Regions from separate parts of the Mus musculus genome. Here region 2 is linked to region 1. A link is a contact called in public Hi-C data. All regions are on one chromosome and are shown on one strand. The core of a region is the stretch at or near the end of the contact, and the rest is flanking DNA. Distances in the headings are between cores, read along the strand shown.

Region 1 (3,367 bases), core at 511-3,010:
CATCTAAGGAGAAGACAGGAAGGAAGAAAATTACAAACAAAGGATTTACACACGGTTGAGACTGTTGTGCACCATCGGTGCTTTTGGTGATTGAAAACACGATCCTCTTCTCTCCAGCAGCAGAGCAAGATGCCCAAAGGGAAGAAGGCCAGGGGAAAGAAGGTGGCCCCGGACCCCGCCGTCGTCAAGAAGCAGGAGACCAAGAAGGTGGTCAACCCTCTGTTCGAGAAGAGGCCTAAGAACTTCGGCATTGGACAGGACATCCAGCCCAAAAGACATCTATCGCACTTTGTCAAATGGGCCCGCTACATCAGGCTGCAGCGGCAAAGAGCCATCCTCTACAAGCGGCTCAAAGTCCCTCCTGCCATTAACCAGTTCACCCAGGCCCTGGACAGGCAGACAGCTACTCAGCTGCTTAAGCTTGCCCACAAGTACAGGCCAGAGACAAAGCAAGAGAAGAAGCAAAGGCTACTGGCCCGTGCTGAGAAGAAAGCTGCTGGCAAAGGGGACATCCCAACTAAGAGACCACCTGTCCTCCAAGCAGGAGTCAATACAGTCACCACCTTGGTGGAGAACAAGAAGGCTCAGCTGGTGACCACATTGAGCTGGTGGTTTTCCTACCTGCCTGTGTCGAAAGATGGGGGTGCCCTACTGCATCATCAAGGGAAAGGCCAGGCTGGGGCACCTGGTCCACAGGAAGACATGCACCACAGTTGCTTTCACACAGGTTAACTCGGAAGACAAGGGTGCTCTGGCTAAGCTGGTGGAAGCCATTAGGACCAATTATAATGACAGATATGACGAGATCTGTCACCACTGGGGAGGCAATGTCCTGGGTCCTAAGTCTGTGGCTCGCATTGCCAAGCTGGAAAACGCAAAGGCTAAAGAACTTGCCACTAAATTGGGTTAAATGTACACTAAGTTTTCTATACCTAAATATAATTACAAAATTAAAAAAAGAAAAAAAAGAAAGAAAGGAACCACAATCCTCCCTGATCCAGGGATTATGCGCTCTCTGTGACCCTTCCCATCACTACTTTCCAACCTGCAGAGCCTCACTGCGAGGGGCTGCCAAGTCGCTGGCAATGTCCAACCCCACCTGTCCAACCCCAGCACAAAGCCACCAGCCACAGGCACCGCGGCCAACACGGAGTATCAGCAGCCACTCCATGTCAGTCAGCGCACAGCCTGTGCGGTCCCTGAAGGCAGGACACAGAAAGGTGAGCAATGAGGGAGAGGGGGTGAGGATACAGATGCTTCCGTTTCATTTCAGGAAAAAGTAACTTTAAGAAGTAGCAAGAGGCTGAAATTTAGAAAAAATTAAAAAATCAATGAAAATCTGGACTCTATCAAATGCTAACTAAAACAATCTTGCACAGGGGTCAAAGGGAAGATGGCTAATCTAACTGCTGCCTCTTCGGCTGTGTTCATCAAATTCTTACAGTAACAAATTTCCTGAGAAGGAAAATGTAATTCGAGAGCAAACACTGTTAGAATTCAATTGATGGCAGCCAAATCCAGGTCTCTCACTAGCAGAGCCCAGACTTCCCTGGAAATATGACCTGCTCTGTCTGGGGACCATACGAAGATGGACCTAGAACCCTATCAAGCTAGAAAGCAAAGATCCTATTGCAGACAACTTGCTGGTCAGGACCAAGCACGAGAGACAGAGAACGAGAACCTTTAGCACGTAAGGAACCTTACAGTGCAGTAGAGTCTCCTTGAAGGCTGGAGTCTAGCAACAGGAAGTCAGTGGCAAAGAAAGGAAGTTAGGCCACAGCCTTCCTTCCTCACCCAACTGGACAGGACGGACTGGGAGGTCAACCTCAAGCAAAAGCCACCCACCCACTAACAAACATGGTTTCTACTTTTTGTCCCACGCAGTGTCTGGGCAGCACCAGCTAAGCTAACAAACACTTTGTCATTCCCTCCAGAGCTCACATCAATAAATGACTGTCTTTAGAGAAACACCAGTTCTTCTGATGAGTATTAACCATGGTTAAAGCACCAAGCTCCAGGCTGGTTTCCACTGTGGGTGAACTGAAGTGGAAGGCAATACAAAGGGGCAGCGGGCTCATGGGCAGGCTTATGTATGATGGGACTTAGCAATGGGCAAGGAGGATAATTTAGGAGGTTCTCCTAAACCCCAAAGACAAGGAGAACGCTTACTGTTTCTCAGGCTCAGGCAGGGGACTAAACTCGGGGTTTTGACACAGGCCAGGGAATAAGGATGACTGGGTGGGAGGGAGAAAGGCACAGTGATGGAGAGAGAGAAAGGTGAGGTGAATGTGACCGAGAAGGTAAAGCACACAGTCACAGGACAGCAGCGAGGGCAGCAAAGAGCTGGCCTCTGTGTAGGGACACATGGCTTGCATTTTAAACCCTGTGGTGGTCCGAATGAGAATCATATCCCCCAACCCTCACATCACCCAACCCACATGATGAATGGCTAATACACTGTGTGCTTGGTTGCTGCTTGCAAAGTATTAGGAGGTGTGCCCTTCTTGGAAGAGGTGTGTTGCTGGCTGTGGGCACTGCGGTTTCAAAAGCCTATGCTAGGCTGAGTCTGTGTCTGTCTGTATGTACATATGTCTATTTGTCTGTCTTTCTCTCTCTGCTTACTGTAGAATAGGACTCAAAGCTCCCGGCTACATCTCTAGCACCACGTTTTCCTGCCTGTGACTATGTTCCCTGCCAACATAATCATGATCATGGACTCTTCTGAAACTGTAAGAAGCCCCCCAATTAAATGTTTTCTTTTTTTTTATAACAGAGAATTTTTTTATAACACAGAACAACAAAGACAATCCCTTTCTTTCTTTTGAAACAACCACCATGTAAAACCTTCATTCCGTTCACATTTATCTTCCCACATCTGTATTTTAATCTTGAAGAATTTGTACCTCATTTCTAAACTTGAAGAACCATTCACAATATTGTGAATAGATTCCAGTCTTTGGCAAAGCCTAGAAAAACTTCAGGTGTGGTTGATTGCTATGTTCATTAAGTCTAAAGCTCAAGGTAATCATGGAGTGGTGAGTTTTAGTTACATCTACCTTCGGTCACTCACAGAGCCATGCTGCCATGCTGGAAAGCATACCATTATTAGCAAAGAGCAAAGGAAATGACGACATGAAAGGCTCCATCTGACTTCAGATGGGTTTGCTTGATACTATCGTTTTACTTTAGATCTGATTTAGACCAATGGTATATATTCAAAATTGAGAATCATTTATCATATGGGGGGAAACTCGCCCTTTGCAGTAAAACCTTGCAAAGTCTTGATCATAAGCACAAGAAGGATTTAAGACAATACCTGTTCCCTGCTGCTTCTTCTTCAGGAGCGATGCACAGGCAGCGTTGGTGG
Region 2 (3,381 bases), core at 249-2,748, 49 kb after region 1:
TTCAGCCATCAAAGAACTCAGCTTAGTTGGACCCTCGAGGTACTTACTGACTTACAGCAGAGTTTACAAAACTGCCACCTCATACATCCGCATCTAAATTGCAAATTGCAAACTTCTCAGATTTCACGTCGAGGGCAGCCTCAACCAGCACCCGCCCAGCCTCTGCTCAGGCCAAAGCCAGTCTGAGCCACTTCCTTCATATTCCGGCCCTACAGAATTTACGTCGACAGCGAATGCCTGTTTCACAAATATGTGTGCATTATTTTCAAAGTCAGGGGCTTGATGCTGCCACAAAAGAAGGAAACTGGATAATTATTGAAGTTGAAGTGACTGTCACTTTAGTAAAACAAACAAACAAGCAAAGCAAAACCAATAAAACAACCTCAAGGGCAAAAAAAAAAAAAAAAAAAAATCACTGAAGCAGCAGCATAAGCAGCTATAAAAGTTGATGTAAATGGCTTTCAGCCTTTGTAATACCAAAGCTGCAGGAGATTAGGAAAAGGGGTCTGGGAATTCATCAAACATTCATCTCCCATTTTTTTACGATCCCTGTCAATTCCCTATCCAAATGAAAATTCCCACGAGTTTATTTAGTCTCGTTTCTCCATATCACAGAAAACACTCTAAGAACAACGTTTTTAAAAGTGAACCAGGAAGGGCGGTCAAGAAAACTGCTTTGAGGAACTTCGTACTCTCTCCAGTTTAGTTCGCGAGAGTCACCCTAAGCAAAAACACTAGGATGCATGACAGAGCGACACTGCCTAAAGCTAGGAGCCGAGAGGGTTGCAGCCCGGCTGTCCCGCTGGCAGCGCCCGAGCAGCTCTCCAAAGCTCCCGGGAGACCTCGGGTCCCTGGCCCGCTCCAGCCCGGGCGCAAACCCCACCCAGCCGCAGCGCACTTCCCGTTCGCCTGCCGGTCAAGAACTCCAACTTGACAGCGACAGGGCGAAATATGAGGAAGTGGCCGCGACCGAGGTGCTGCCACCACACCGCTAGAACGTCCTGGCGAGCCGTGTGGACAGAGTCCGAGGACGCTCCTCGGGAACTCGAGCACCGGGTCCCGCAGCCTGGAGACCCGCACGCGCAGCGCACACCACTCTTACCTGGTTTGACCGGTTTGGGAGGTGGCTTGGACATGGCGCTACACGGAGCGACCAGGCTCAGCCGCGGGAGCCCCACACGCACACGAGAACTGGGCGCCAAGCCTGCGCTGGCCGCGGCCGCTCCGGATCCGCGCGCAACCCGATGCGGGACACTCGGACCAGCGAGCTCCGCAGACAGCCCGGCCTTCCCACCAGGAAGTGGCCGCGCCTCGCCGGCTGCTGATTGGCTGCGGCGGGGAGCCCGGCCGAACCTCAGAGGTCCAGCCTGCTCCGGCACGCCGGAGCCCCGCCTTTCTCTTGGGGGAGGAGCTTTACAGTAGCCACGCCCTCAGGCCCTGCGTAGGGGAGGCTATGAAAGCGCAGTGGACTTCGCTGCCTAGGTGAGCACCGGGCAGTGGTAGGCATGAAACGCTCTTGAAGCTTGCTCTGCGACCCTGCTGGGAAGGATTCGAACCCGCTTCGGTGAGTACCCACTGCCTGCTGCGTACACACGGCGAGGCCTGGGAATCTTCAAGAGTCTCCTTCGCTGTATGTACCAGGAACCTGATCGTGTCTAGGGAAACCGCGGTGGGACTTAGATGCTCCTAAAAAGCAACTAGACACTGCTAGCTGTAGGAGACCCCACATTTGCTAGCTGGAGAATCGGGTCTTGATCCCCCACGGGACAGGACAGCTTTTTCTACAGCATCTGGTTAACAAACTCCAACCCACTTGCTGCCTGGCTTTTATAAAGACTTCTAACAGTGCTTTTGGCGTTTTTTAAATAGCTGAGACAAAAGCATAGTATTTTGTGGCACACGAAAGTTAGGGGAAACTTAGATTTCCGTGACCATAAAATTTTATTAGAACACAGCATGCTCGTTTGCTTATGCATTGGCTTTCTTATTACAATTTCAGAGTTGAATAGTTACCCGCGAAGTCAAAACTATACTACTGGCTGGTACTTTATACAAGTTGCCCAACACGAGAGTTTATGTTCACACATAAGTAAACTCACAATGTCACAGTCAATATTATATGCCTATTGTATATTAGGGGTAATAAAAATGAAAATACTGGTTATGTAAGAAACTACAGGGTCAGCACAATGGTCCAGCTGCCCCTGCTGCCAAACCTGATGAGCAGAGTTCAGCCTCTAGCACCCACACTTTGGAAAGAGAACTCCCAGGAGACCTATGACCTGAGCATGTGTTCTGTGGTGAACCATGGCATGCACCTGCCCACACACATGCACCGCAACCTAGATACAAATGTAAGAAAGCAACTTTTTAAAAAAGAACCTCCACAAAATGGACCTTCAACATGTCTATTGAAGGTTAATTTACGGGGAAAAAAGTGACTGAAACTTCAAGGGGCAAAGGTTAGCAGGAGCTTGGTCATGGCTATGCCCCCAGGCCTTGCTTACCAGGAACTCTACCTGTGGGGGATTTCTGCTTACCAAAAGGGTTCAAAGTTGAAATTAGTCCTATTCATGGGAGCGTATCCAGATAACTGTAGCCTGAACCTCACGGAAGTCCTGAAACCTGGGCCTTGAAGTCATCTGAAGAGCATGTGTGTTTGCTCTTGTGTTTCTCAGATTTGATTGATGGTGGAGTTCTTGCCGCCTGCTGACTCTTCCCATCCTCCTGGGAATCATTCTGTGCTTTAGAAGTCTCTGTTCAGAGTGGAATAGATTGAATATAAACATAAGCCAACTATGAAGAAGATTTAACATTTCACTGGGATTAAATCAAAGATAGTTTTAAACAATTCTGCGTATGAGCCAGTCTTGGCGAGGCTTGCCTATGATCCCAGTACTTTTAGGAAGGTAGCTTTGCCACAGAGGCAGCCGTGGCTGTGTGGCAAGTTCCTGACCAGCCTGGACTCTGCATAGTGAGATTCTGTCTCAACAGATAAATAATATAACAAATAAGAATGATAAGTAAGTGTGAAAAAGATAAATGGCTCATTTAAGGTTTGCTCCTCTCCCATCTTGTTCTTCTCCCTCTCTGTGGAAAGGATACTAGCGGCCAAGAAGACACTGCATAAATATCCCACAGGATTCAAGCTGACAGGATACCCTGACTTCAAGACTCTGAAAGGTCCAAAAGGTGGTCTCTCCAGAGACATTAAGATGTACAGTTTGTCTTGGCTCTGAGTTGTGTGTGCTTCACAACATCTCTGCTGCAAGCCAGGTGTACAGACACACACCTGCAATCCCACCACTCTGTGGCAGAGAGTAGAGACCAGAGGTGCAGTATATGATTGTTCTTTAAGACTTTAAGGCTAGGCTGACCCGC

Evidence for each region. A called contact is a pair of places that touch in the nucleus more often than the background predicts.
Region 2: a Hi-C map of CD8 T cells shows a contact between it and region 1, with 2.5 times the contacts expected there. A contact is called at or near these places in 4 of 39 promoter capture datasets (the C10 cell line, liver, neutrophils and 1 more), 42 of 484 Hi-C or Micro-C datasets (B cells, the C3H10T1/2 cell line, CD4 T cells and 28 more), 16 of 130 datasets of targeted methods (the 230-238 cell line, CD8 T cells, the HPC-7 cell line and 10 more) and 3 of 9 other capture datasets (adipose tissue, liver and pancreatic islet).

Annotation. Positions count from the first base shown.
Region 1 is chr19:18,581,326-18,584,692 of GRCm38.p6, forward strand. Ostf1 (osteoclast stimulating factor 1) reads right to left here. Exons shown (of 10, transcript NM_017375.3): 9 at 3,317-3,367; 10 at 1-3. Among named protein-coding and RNA genes, the nearest start is that of Ostf1, 49 kb to the right of the region's middle.
Region 2 is chr19:18,630,518-18,633,898 of GRCm38.p6, forward strand. Nmrk1 (nicotinamide riboside kinase 1) reads left to right here and starts at 1,499. Exons shown (of 9, transcript NM_145497.2): 1 at 1,499-1,564. It overlaps Ostf1 (osteoclast stimulating factor 1), which reads right to left and starts at 1,296. Exons shown (of 10, transcript NM_017375.3): 1 at 1,103-1,296. The coding sequence starts at 1,136.